Linked DNA regions of Zea mays: region 1 is linked to region 2. The links are chromatin contacts, called in public Hi-C maps. All regions are on one chromosome and are shown on one strand. The core of a region is the stretch at or near the end of the contact, and the rest is flanking DNA. Distances in the headings are between cores, read along the strand shown. Region 1 holds the start of LOC100283041 (CTD-phosphatase-like protein). Region 2 holds the start of LOC100383486.

Region 1 (6,531 bases), core at 1,306-3,805, 380 kb before region 2:
AAAAATGCAATTGAATACAAGATCACATAATTAGGCTATGGATAGCAAATTAAAATTAAGGGACTCAGCCGATAGCACGTTTAATATAGAATGATCATTAGAGATAGCAATTCTACCCAATCCTTTCACATTTCCTTTGCTATTGTCTCCAAATGTGCTATTTTCATAACTGGTGTAATTTTCATTGCTCATAGAAGAGAACATCCTCATATCACCTGTCATGTATTGAGTACACCCTCTATCAAGCACCCAATGGTTACCACCCGCCTTGTAGTTTACCTATAAAATAAATCAGTTTATTTTATGTGCCCAAACTTGTTTGGGTCCTTAGATGTTAGTCACCAAGGCCTTTGGTATCTAAATGGCATTCTTTTTAGCACCAATTATAGGCGTGCCAACAAAGTTTGAACAAACACCTTTGGAATTATCAGTATAAACATAGCAAGGGTCAAATGGAGCAAGGGATAGACTCTTGTTCCTTAGACAATACTTCTTCATATGACCCACTATGTGACACTTATGGAAAGTTTTGCCACACTCCTTCTCATAATTGGTCTTTTGTTTAGCAAATTCATTCTTACCCTTCTTGGGAATGTACCCAAGGCCTTCATAGTTAAGTGAGCACCTTTGACTTCCAAGACGAAATTCAACTTGGCCTTGCCACCATATGCTCTTTCCAAATCATGAGTTAGTGAATTAGCTTTCTTAACTAACACATCATTTTCAACAATACGTGTGTCATCGCAAGAGATTTTATCACCCATGAGAGAAATATTGCACTTTCTACAATAAATGTTAGTCAAACTTGGTGCAATTGTGGGACTATAAAGTGAGTCACAAGTGACACCCATGTCTACCTCGACTGTAATGGCCTCATGCATAAGGGGAGATTTGAGCTTCCTTAAACTTCACATGAGCCTCTTATAGATTCTCATGAGAAATATTTAGCTCCTCAAAAGACACTTGAAGTGATTTGTACAAATCCTTCAATGCCTTAAACTATTCTTTCTCCTTGCGTGTAGTCATCTGCCTCACTAATCATTTTAACAAGATCGTCATAAGAATACTCATCATCATCGTTATGATCATCATTTTTACCTTTGAGTCACCTCTTTCCATAAGGCAATGTGGAGTAGAGAAGAGTGATGGAGCCTCATTGATGGTGATGACGGCATTAAGCTTGATGGCATCACCTTTATCATCTGAATTCGAACTTGCAAGTCTAGTATTAGTTTTCCTTGGCCTATTCCTTGATCTCTATGTGGCTCTACGCCACCTAGGGATGCCCTGGGTGGCCCGCAAACCCTGGAGCACTCCCTAGAACTCTCCTCCCCAACGGGGTCTCTCCCGAGAGTCAAGATCTAGGGTTCTACGCCACCAAAAGACGTTCTGCGCCATCGCGGACCGTTCAATGCGACACAGAGAGGAGACGCTCCTGCAGCGAGGTTGTAGACCGTCCAGCCTCACGTCACAGATCGTTCACGCTTCCACGGAGAACACCATTAGGAAATACATCCCTAATGTTTAGCTCCAAATCGGAAATAACCAAACGAATTACAGTATTCAAACACCCAGATAAAACAAAAAATAGAAACGAAAAAGAAAAGAAAGAAACAAATACGTGCTAGAAACGCTCAGGAGTGCAAGGTCTTTCTAGTAATTACAGTAGGCTCGCTGGCGCCAAAGCTTATCACGAAAAACGTTGCAATCCAGACCCAAATCATTTCAGAACTCACCGGCTATCTTGCCGCGTTCCGTTGCACGTGCGCTCCAGTGCCCAGCCGTCGCTTCCGAGTTCCGTTGCCTCGTTCGGCTCCTGTCGTCAGCGCCGCGCGGATGGTAGACACGGCGGCGGCCACACGCGCGTGGGTGCTGCCGGCAGCGAGGAGTACGTTCTAGCCTGGCTGCCTGGGGCAACTGCGCGACGCGTAGGCAAAGCAGTGGGCATGGCCGCAAGCTGGGTGCAGAAGATCAAGCGCCGTCCTCTGGTCGACGTGTACCCCACCAACTCCATCAATTCTCGGCGGGTATATGCATACTACTAGCTCGTATCACTGTCTAGATGGTCCCACATACGATCTCCAAACGTGTCAGTGACGGAACGCAAAGACGCGTATGACTAATGTATGCCGATCCAATAAAGTGGGACCAAGCGCTATAAATTAACGGACGGAATCCGCCCGGCATGATGAGGTAGCGCATCCTCACCGTCCACGTGTACCCTCCGGCACAAATATCCACACACCGGACGGACATTCTACCTCTCGAACTGACATTTGGGCTCGCTCTACTCCTACCCCGCATGTCAGTGGTCAAGTATGTTTGGAGCAGTGTAACGGAGGCGCAGGGGCATGAAGGCGGAGTGGGGACAGCCGCAAACCCACCGTGAAAATACAAAACCTACATAGACTTGTACCTTCTAGTGTACCGTCCACGCGGGCCCGGCCTTGCGTGCCCCACATGTCTGCGGTTGCGAACGGAGGAAGGTTAAGCCTGGCGTTGGCGGACGCGGATCGGTCGCATAGATTATGTGGTGCGGGATTGGCGAGCGATCGAGCTGTCCCTGCCTGTGTTCTTGCCTCTTGCCTCTTGCGCCTTGCTAGCTTGCTTGCCTCCCTGCTCCCTCCTCCTCCCTCTTCCTCGTCGCTTCTCTGATTCTTCCTGGCCTTTGCCGGAGCAAGGCTAGGCGCGAGGAGAGGGTGCTGTGCTCAGCCAGAGGTCATCGGCGCTACGCGAGCGCACTGCCTGTGTACGTATCTCTTCTCGTCTCTCTCGAGCTCTGCGCTTGGTCTGGTCGGAGGTTTCGTGAGCACAAAGTTCTTGCCCCGTCTCTTTAGTAGTATCGATGCTTGTTCTCAACTTTCTAGCGTGTGATTAAGCTGGGGACGGCCCTCTCAGTCTCTCACGGTGAATTTGGCGGCGAATTTGGTGGGTATTTGTGGTCTTTTGTAGCATGAACACGAGGAGATTTCGGCGAGCTGCTGAAAACGCGGAACTGTTCTGGTTTTTTTTCCTGTGTGAAATTCGAGTGCCGAAGGACGATCCTGTAGTTCCAAGACTCTAAGCTCGACAGAGATGTTCGGTGAAGGCTGTTGGCCTGGTCTCTGTTCTCCGCACTTCTTTCTCCACTCGTGATTCTGCGCTGTGATTTTCCGACGACGAGGAGTGAAGTGAGCCCCTCTTTTTGTGATGTGATGTCGGGAATTTTACGGGGTTAGTAGTGCTTTGACGTACGGTATATTCCGCATCCGATTTTCCTGTTGCAGGGGAGATTTGTGATGGTCTAAAAACGAAAAGTAGAGGAAAGGGGGAAAAGGGGACGGATGCTGTCTGGTAGAGTTGTTACTTGCTGCCACTGCCAGAGGATCCAAGAGTATTAGCGGACCTGTTTTGCTTTGGCGAATTCACTTATAACATGCTCCCGGCATGCGAGAAGTGACAGCTGATTTCGAGTTTCGAGTAGAGTAAATTTGTTGACTAATACTATTGTTTAGTCAAAGACGCATATCTTTTTCTTGTTTTGTTAATAATGATTACATTTACATTACTTCCTTTGTCTACGGACTAATCGTCACAATACTAAGTTTTTGTTTTTTCATGTCGAATTGATTAGCGCTTTCCCTTTACAGATTTATTAGTGGTTAAAGTATGTTCTTTCGACTGCATTAGGTTGTAGATAGTTCCTTGTTTCACCTTTTCTCCACTAATGTCTTTAGTGATATCAAATGTTTCAACAGTTGGCCTTTTCCTACTGGAACTGCAGTACTTTGAACATGCTTTTTGCAAATACTTGCACTAAGGATGAATAAAATGTTAAGCAACGACTGTTTAGGGACACAGGAGCCTCATACATTTTGCAAGACCACTGAAACACTGGAACATTCACACCCTCAAGAGGTTACACTTGATAAAACGGTGGCGGGGTCAACGCTAATAAGTCATCAAAATGGTAAAGTCTTCATAGATTCCAGTCTCATTTACCTGGCTAGATTCATTTCAATCTTTCCTACTGTCAATGAATTGTGCTTTTCCTGTTTGGAGCGTATATATGGTCAAAGCAGATCCACAGAAGATAATCTGTATTATATGCTATAGGTTGCGCCTTCGTAATCTGAAACTCTGAGTAAATACACTACCTGAAATGCAAAAAACCTCAGTTCTGGCCATGTTACAGGTACTGAGTACTAACTGCTGATATTTTGACTGACCAGTACCTTTTAACATGAAAGGACCCATTTGTGGCTTGTAAAGTAGAATCGGAAGCAGGGCGAAGGTAGGTAGTAATTAGGGGGTGCACACGCACCCATATTTTTTTTGCAAAACTAGTAATTTAGACTAAATTTCCACCATATATGCACCACCTATAAGTTATTACCATGCACTCCTAGGCCCTAAGTCATGTGCACCCCCCTCTGCTCTACTCTAGCTTCGCCACTTATCGGAAGCATCTTTGTTCTGTCAAAGTGGAAAAAGAGAATGTTCTAGTTAGTATGTTAAATGATGGCAGGTGAATTAATATATCGTGAAGTAGTCTAAGATACTTAGATACAGTTCTTAGTTGTTCTTCATATTTCAATATGCTTTACAAATGTTATTGTTATAAATGGCATGATACTGTTACAGTGGTACTGCATAACATTACTTCGACTATTGTAAGTTTATTTTTTATACAAAAAGAAAGAATTGCAGTGATTGTTTTGTACTGATCACGAAGTTCAAGTTTTAGTAAATTTGTGCACCCTCTTTCCCTCCCAAAAATCAACTTTACCTTCTGCTAGAATCTAGGACCTTCGGCACAGAATTAGTTGGGTACAACATTACTGTATGGCTTATGTTACACTAATCATATTTATGTATGTATTGAGATGCACTTTCACAAGCACATGGAGGTTTGAACTTGATCTGGGAAAACATAATTTAGCATATTAGTACCAATTTTATTTAGTAGATTATTTCTGGACTGCAAGAATGTGTTCCAACTTTTTTTTCTTCCATCCCTTTTTGCAGTGTGCTGCACTGCCGGAGTATCAGGGGAAAACGCTGAAATCATGGAAATCACCTTATTGCATGATGAATCTGATGCAGGAAGCACCAGTTTGCTACCGCCATTGTTGTCATATGGTCCAAGATCAATGGTAATTAACCTTTATTTTCCTTTCAGAAAGTTCCTGGGAACACCAGCATAGTTGCATCGCTAAAGTTTCAAAAATGGAAGAAGAATGGAAAAAGAAAACACAAACCAGCTTTGACACAACACCATGATAGTAGTAGTAGTACTAAATTATTATTATTATTATTATTCGACGTCGTCCAACCAAAAAGCCCAGTTCTTGAACTTCGTACTGATTCTAGCTAATACCACAGCAGCTATGGTTAGATTTTCTAACAACTTCCCTCGATCAAATCATTTTGGATTCAGTTCTCTTAGATTTTCTTTTTACTCCCTCCATCCCAAATTGTAAGTCATTTTGGTTGTTTTAGATACATAAAATTTTGGTATGTATCTAGATATACACTATATGCATAGCAAAATCTATGCATATAGAAAAAGCCAAAACAAATTACAATTTGGAACGAAGGGAGTATTTAATAAGCTCTATCATGAAAAGCTTCAGTTGTTTTTTAGAATTTTCTTTGCTAGTAAAGAAAAGTTAAACTCAGAAAACCACATTTAATTTTGAAATGTGCTGGTTTACAAAGCTTACATTTGGAAATAACAAAGGCGTTAGGATGAGGTAGGACAAAGCCAATTACAGTATTTTACTTCTAAAACTCGCAATACTCTAACAAGCACTGAGATTTGTTAAACCAGTATTTGTGATTGCAAATTATAAAACTATGCTCTGATAACTAATCATGCAAGTCAAATAGTTGGATAATAATGGTCTGAGTTTTCATGATGCAGCTGCTAGTGCTCTCGATTATCAAGCTGTGAGTGTTCTACTTAGAAACAATAGTGTATCAGTAGAAGTGAATGGGATGATCTTTCTAAGCATCAATGCATCATCATGTAATTTCCTACAGTACTGCATCTTTGTTTCGATGTGTTTTGAGATGTTATGCAGTATTGAATACTCAACCTATTACAAAAATAATTTTCAGGTTCCAATACAAGTACCATCGTCATCAGACCTTGAGAGTATCCTGTCACCAGATCCAGTCTGCAGTGATCTTCAGTTGAAAGAGATAAACTACAATGCTGCAGGTAACACGGCTTAGCTTCCAAGTTTTCTGTGGCAACTTGACTTCAGGTGTCTATAAATTTACATTCCTGTATTGGATGTCTTGGCTGCTGACATTTGTACTTTTTATCAGTTTGTGTTTTTTTAGTTCATCCAATTATTGGCCATCTATCTGATATTTGGTTGCTGAAGGCCCTGATAATTCTTCATTGACTTTTCTTTTCATTATCTGTCAATTGCAGCAATGGATGAAAGCACTGAGCTCCTTCACTTGATTCTTGGTGGCAATGATGAAGGATACAATACCACAACTGAATTACAAGTTTGGGATGTTCTGGACTTCTATGTC
Region 2 (7,062 bases), core at 1,787-4,286:
CGAGAAGATAATGAATTAGCTCATTCCTCAAACAAACACCCTATAAACATACACATCGCATCCATGGTTCCAAAGGCGCATTCACGCAGTCAATGATTCTATAGTGCTACACCCAGTCTTCAAATACTTGATTGAACAAAGAAAAAAAACAAAGTCTCGTGCCAAAAAAACGTAAAAAAAAACAAGGCCATAACGAGTGCAAAAAACGCAAAACAAAGGCACATCTAGAACTTCAGATCTCACAAACCTGGTGTATTAATTTGAGTTGCAAACCATCTAAGCTAACAAAATCCTGTGTTAAAATGGAACCTAAACGTATTTATTAGGGGTATTATAGGAAAAAACAACCTCATTTAATAGCTCCATTGCATGATATACGTGGTCATGCCCAAAACATCGAGTTTAGAAAACCAGAGGGAGTATCAAATATAGAAAAAAAAATGTTAGGAGAGACTTCTCTTCATATTTTCTAACTCTAACTATCTATTTCAAGCATACCTAGTGACACTACTTTATAGGAATGGCCAAGGAAGAGCTCCATGCTCCTAGTCCCAGATGCAGTAGCAGGGCTCGAGCCATCCTACTCTGATGCTAGATATATCTTTTATTAAATGGTTCTATGGCTTGGTCAAGCAAGACCTAACTTGAATCTATTCTCCTGACCACTTGCATTGATCGGAGGCGTAAGGCGCAACCCTATTCTTTATTGTGGTTCTCGGCTACAGACACTATATGAATCGTAGACAGGGTTGGCACAGTGAACAATTCCTAGCTCTGTTAACCCTAGCCACCACAAGCTCTTGGGTCTCGATCATCTCCTAGACAAGGATGACAACAAATAAAGTGAGGGTCTGTGTATGGTTTTATGCCCGCAGATAAGGATACGAATTTAGATCTGTACCCAACGGGTTTATTTTCATGGGTATAAAACACTTTAATCATGTACCCGTATACCTAGGGCTGGATATCGAGACGGTTCGGCTCGACCGAACGTGAGCTGGCTTGGCTCATTAAGGAACTGAAATAGAGAATCAGCTCTGCTCGGCTTGTTCACAAGCTCGATCTGGCTCGTTTAGCTCATGAGCCGCAGCGAAAAAACAACATACATACACACACAATATAATCAGTTACTAGTTAATTTTAGTCCAATTTAACACCAAAAAAGAGTAATAATACTTACAATTTCATATACCACATCAATCCAGCATCAAATTAACTCATTTTGTCACTTATTAGTTCATCTAACACAAGAATAGACTTTGTTTTGCTGATAAACGGTTGTTCGTTCGAGCTAAAAGGCTCACTTGAGCTCAGTTCGAGCTTACTCGTAAACCAAGCTAAAATGTAACTTAGCTTGTGAATTGGGAGGAGAACTCAAGTTGACTCGCTAATAAACCAAGTCGAACGAGTTCACAAGAGTATTTGTCTAGCCCTTTATACATCCACGAATCCGCGTATATATATATACTTAGAATTAGTTTGTCAACCACATTTTACCAAAGAATTTTTATTTTCTTAGAGCTAGTTTGGGAACATTATTTTCCCAAGGATTTTTCATTTTCCTAAGAGAAATTAGTTCATTTCTGCTTGGGAAATTGGAAATCCCATGAAAAAATGGGAATGCCAAACTAGTCCTTAAAGAAAATTAGTTCATTTTTCTTGAAAAATATGAATCATTTTGAAAAATGGAGTTCCCACTTCCGCCCCTCAGAGGAAACTCTAGCTCTGTTCCGTCCCCATATCCTGCCATCCGTGGAGTGGCGCGGTACTTGCGGCGCCTACGAATTGGGGGAAACTCGAGTGAGATCATGCGCCATGGCAACGGCGGGTTCTCGTCAACTCTGCCAACCGTGTTCCCTCGCAGGATAAAAGGCCGCGCTCCCGTCGGCGCTGCGGTGGAAGAAGCCGCGCGCGCGGGAACGTGCTGGCGGCGCTGTTCCAGCGCGCGGCGTACCACCTGCTGAGGCTGCTGGAGTCCGTGGCGGTGGTGGTGGTGGCGGCGGCAGTGGCGCAGCTCCTGCTTCTTCTTCGTGCGCTTCGGCTCCACGTCAGAGTGCTCTAGCGGCGCCACTTCGCTCTGGATGACAAACTACAGACGTCATGAGAACTTTGCCATTCGGCCGCATCCACCGAGTAGTGACTAGCTAGCTAGAGTGGTCTGCATTTCACGCAAACGCCAAAAGCACAATCAACCATCAACAACTTAACAAATCTGTTTTCTATCTGCCTAAAAAAACCAGTATCCTCTCTCCGATTTGCTCAGTCATCAAACCTATGCAGCCAACCCAGCAACAGAACGAGAGCTTGGTTGTGCACTTGTGTTTGTGCAGTAGGCATCGGCGACGGCTTGGCCCCCTGCACTGCTTGCATGATATCGCAACTTGCCTGCGCTGCGACTGCGAGCACTAGAGTAGTCAGTAGAGTAGTAGAGGCATTTAGCCATCCGAGTCAGGTGCGGGGCCGTGGAGTGGAGCACAAGTTCAAGTACTTGTCATGTCGTGCCCCCAAAGGCTTCCCTGCCCGCCCGCCACTGGCCCATGGGGTTTATAGGCTGTTACTATGCTTGACAGCTTGAGCAACGAACACCCAGCTATGGCGACATGACGCCACAACTTCTGCCATTTGTGCGGGAGAGAGAATCGTTGGTCTTCGAAGGCACCGCACCTGAGACCTGAAGAGGCAGCGATGCCCAAACGTGTAACGTGCCGCTACGACGTTGCTGTGCTCTCGTCCTACTCCTACCTACGTACGCCCTCCGTGACGGAAAAAAATTTGTTGCAGCCCGGCTGCAAATCAGGCTGTTTGCAGCCCCTCACAAAAAGGAGGATAGGCTCCACCTGCAGGTCCACCAGATAACGTTTTAGTTGTATTATTTACCTGCGGGTGGGACCTATCCTCCTTTTTGTGAGGGGCTGCAAACAGCCTGGTTTACAGCCGGACTGCAACAAATTTTTTTCCTCCGTGACTCCCTCCCTCTATAAAGAGAGCTCCAACGCCGCCTCCGGCTCTTTGGGCTTCCAATCCTTCCCCTCTCGGCAGCTATCCGTCGCCAGTGCGTGTTTTTGTTTCCCGCTCTCGCGATCTCTACTCTCGTCTCTCGTGCAAGCTCTAAGGCAAGGATGGGGCGTAGGACATGTGGCACGGCCTTCATCCTTCTCTACGTGCTGTCTACGTCGACATTGCCCGCGTCGTCATCGAACACCGGCGACGGCCTCATCCGCATCCCGCTGAAGAAGAGATCGATAATGGACACCATCTACGGCGACCTCCTGCCGAAGCCGAGCGCGCCGGAGGAGAAGGAGAAGCAAGCCGTCGACGACCCGGTGCGGGACGCCATAGCCCGAGCACGCGAGCGGCAGCACGAAATGCTGGTCCAGGCCGCTGCCACGGAACGCAGGCGCAGGTACTACTGGAGCTACAGCGGGGCCGGGGGCAAGGGAAACGGCAGCCGTCTGCATGACGGAGGCCAGGGCGAGGGGTCGGGGAGCATCGCCATCGTTGCGCTCAAGAACTTCCTCAACGCCCAGTACTTTGGGCAGATCGGGGTCGGCTGCCCGCCGCAGAACTTCACCGTCGTCTTCGACACCGGGAGCGCCAACCTCTGGGTCCCTTCTGCCAAGTGCTTTTTCTCGGTGAGAATGGCGTGTGCCGTATATGCTTTTTTGCCTTTGCTTTCCTTCTTGCTCTCGTTTTCGATGTCTGTCGTGCTTGGGGACAGTTTATTTGTTTGCTAGTACGTACTCTACTCATCTTTTGGTTGCCCTCTGCAAACAGCTCGCGTGTTTATTCCATCCCAAGTATGACTCCCGCCAGTCCAGCACTTACAAACCGAATGGTACGTACGGCTCTCTATATATTCAGACCATCACTTCCACTGCAACTATGATTGCTGTTGCCTGTTGCCTTGTTGGTTTGAGCTCTGCATCTCTTTTCGGTATATATTCAGGAACACCGGCTTCTATTCACTACGGGACGGGAGGGATTGCTGGTTTTTACAGCCAAGACCAGGTCACGGTTGGCAATCTGGTAGTTCAAAACCAGGTGCTTCATTTCCCATCTTGTTACTTACCAAATTCACTTCACATGTGAAATAAACAGCACTGGTTTTACTGAACCCAACTGAACCACCCAGGAGTTCATCGAAGCCACTCACGAGCCTGGCTTCACCTTTCTACTGGCAAAATTCGACGGCATCCTCGGGCTTGCATTTCAGGAAATTTCAGTTGAAGGTTCACTTCCAGTATGGTACGACAGCTGCCGTTGTTTAACTTGTTCTAGTTTTCTATAGAGTCTGATGATCTAGCATTTACTTGCCACAACGACAACTGAGTGTGCGCCTTAGATTTCATGCCAGGGATATCGCATCAACTGCAAAAACAAAAAAGATCACAAGTAACTTACCAGTGCAGCTGTCGTTAAATACAATCTTGCTTTCATGATTATGGTACCAATAGCTCTTTTTTTTTTCCTAACAAATACTTGTGCTCAGTAGCTATTCTGACGAAACAATCTCTTATTCATCAAGCAAAGGCTCCATCATGAAGTTATCATACACAGTTCGTAACTAAACATTTACTTGCATTGAACTGTTTTCTACTTTGCGGGAAATCGCATTGAAAATGTGGTGTCAGGTACAATATGGTGAACCAAAACCTAGTGGCGCAGCCTGTTTTCTCCTTCTGGTTAAACCGGAACCCATTCGACGGGGAAGGGGGCGAAATTGTGTTTGGAGGTTCTGACGAACAGCATTACAAAGGAAGCCATACGTACACCAGGGTCACTCGGAAAGGCTACTGGCAGGTTGGGGTTTCTCGTCTGAACTCCTGAAAGCGATGTTATCTCATAGTATAGCTTTTTTTTTTCTTTCTTCAGAGCTTGCTTGTCTTGTTCTGATGTCCATGTTTGCAGTTTGAAATGGGTGACTTTCTCATTGGCGGAAGGAGCACTGGTACAATGCGTTAAAGCTCGTGTTTACTGCATCAGACACCAGGCATGCTTATATGGTTGCGACAATTTGTTTCTCTGATAGACAATGTGTGTGGTGGTGATAGGAATCTGTGTGGATGGTTGTGCGGCCATTGCAGACTCTGGGACTTCGCTGATTGCTGGTCCTCTAGTAAGCAAAATATCACTGATGTATACCTTATGTTTATTACACAAATGTGCTAACAAAAGCCTTGAAACTGGCGTTGAAATTACTGTCTCATGAGGGAGGGTTTTTTTTCATAGTATAGTAGTATCCTCTACTGTGCAGGTTGCCATTGCCCAGATCAATGAACAGATTGGAGCGGCCGGGGTGGTCAACCAAGAGTGCAAACAGGTCGTTGCTGGTTACGGGCTACAAATTGCAGGGCTGCTGGAAGCTCAGGTTGTTAGAGAAAACGGATGAACTCTGTTCTTACTTAGTGACGAGTCACGTAAATAATCCAGCTTCTTTGGTTAACATTCAGCAGACACCACCATCAGAAGTGTGCTCGAAGGTCGGGCTCTGCACGTTCGATGGGACACGCGGAGTAAGGTTCGTGCAATGGCTGGAAAGTTCTGGCCGTGGTTCTTGAAATCAATTTAAATTTCAGATAAAGCCTTCCTTCCTTCCCTTTACAGTTCTTCTTCATGCTCCTCCGGTCGCAGTGCTGCTGGCATCGAGAGTGTACCGGGATCCGTAGACGGCATGGCGGAAGCTCTATGCAACGCGTGCGAGATAGTAGTGTTCTGGACGCAAAGCGAGCTGAGCCCGAACAGGAGCAACGAGGGCACGCTGGAGTACGTGGACAGGGTGAGTGAGAGGCTATCTCGACTCGAGCCACTGGTTCTTCCTTCGTCTTCGCCAGACATGTCTAACCCCAGAAGTTGAGTTGCATCCATCGACGTACGTATACAGCTCTGCGAAAGCATGCCCGATCCGGTGGGGTCGCGCGTGGACTGCGGACGCGTGGGTTCCCTGCAGACCGTTGCGTTCAGCATCGGTGGAAGGGCGTTCGAGCTCCGGCCTGACCAGGTGAACATAACTTGCCTGAACCTTTGCTGCTTGTCAATTCAGGGAGTGAGCTAGTTAGTAGTAGTAATGGCATGCAACTGAAAAGGCCGTCTTCCTGTTGTGGAGCAGTACGTCCTCAAGGTCGGCGAGGGGTTCGCCGCGCACTGCATCAGCGGGTTCACGGCTCTGGACGTGCCCCCTCCGGTAGGCCCTCTGTGGTAAGTAAGATCGAAGAAGAAACCGCGTTTCCCTGGCTTTCTTCCATGGGATGCCGCCGTCCCTGCCTGCCTGAATCTTGTTCGTGGAACCGACGCAGGATACTGGGTGACGTCTTCATGGGAGCCTACCATACCATCTTTGACTACGGCAAGATGAGGATCGGGTTCGCAGATTCCGCGTGAGACACGGGCGTTCTTCCACTAATGACCGCGACCACTATAGCTGCAGTATGTTCCTCAGAGAAGCCCTGCGTGGTGTAGTGCTGGATTTTCACTACTACGCCCTGCAGAGCTTTTCTCGAGCTTCTGTAGAGCACATACACTACGCGCAGGACAAATGTGTATCGCTGCATCGAGAAAGAAATAAAGGAAACAATGCAAAAAAAAGAAAGATCATGTATTAGTTTTCTTTATCTTTAATTTATGCACCCAGAATCCCAGATATATCAGCAGAGCCAAAGAGTGGCGGACACTGCGACTATTTTCATTGACGAGTATCGAATGCCCTTTGCGCTGCTGACGAGGAAGCACCAGATCGTCATCATAGGAACCTAACATTATGTGTGGGAATTGAAACAGAGAACCAGTCTGCAGCATAAATGCGTAATCAAAGGGGGATTAAAGCAGCCTCCTGGGTGCACACTGCACAAAGTGGTCATTCCAAAAGCTTTTTTTTGTTGTTGTTGTTGGCATCGTCCCGTTCCCACTGCCACCAAAATCTCTGAGAATGCAAGCTTTTGCTGGGTCAGGGGTCAGGACATGGGACTAGTAAACCCACAGGTCTCCCTCTGCGGCACGGGAAGAATCATCACGTCGGAATGTAATCCTGGCCTGTTCGGTTCCGGTGAATTGAGTATCCGGAATGAT

The links. A called contact is a pair of places that touch in the nucleus more often than the background predicts.
Region 1: a contact with region 2 is called in a Hi-C map of bundle sheath, with 2.7 times the contacts expected there. The contact joins the promoter of LOC100283041 here to the promoter of LOC100383486 in region 2. A contact is called at or near these places in 2 of 25 Hi-C or Micro-C datasets (bundle sheath and ear).

The regions. Positions count from the first base shown.
Region 1 is chr3:222,337,243-222,343,773 of Zm-B73-REFERENCE-NAM-5.0, reverse strand. It overlaps LOC100283041 (CTD-phosphatase-like protein), which reads left to right and starts at 2,555. Exons shown (of 7, transcript NM_001412291.1): 1 at 2,555-2,749; 2 at 3,833-3,949; 3 at 5,008-5,135; 4 at 6,103-6,205; 5 at 6,425-6,531. The coding sequence starts at 5,049.
Region 2 is chr3:221,959,767-221,966,828 of Zm-B73-REFERENCE-NAM-5.0, reverse strand. It overlaps LOC100383486, which reads left to right and starts at 3,036. Exons shown (of 13, transcript NM_001176134.1): 1 at 3,036-3,632; 2 at 3,775-3,835; 3 at 3,947-4,041; 4 at 4,133-4,245; 5 at 4,632-4,800; 6 at 4,909-4,948; 7 at 5,052-5,116; 8 at 5,255-5,368; 9 at 5,454-5,518; 10 at 5,632-5,776; 11 at 5,882-5,998; 12 at 6,107-6,195; 13 at 6,294-6,574. The coding sequence starts at 3,120. The coding sequence ends at 6,378.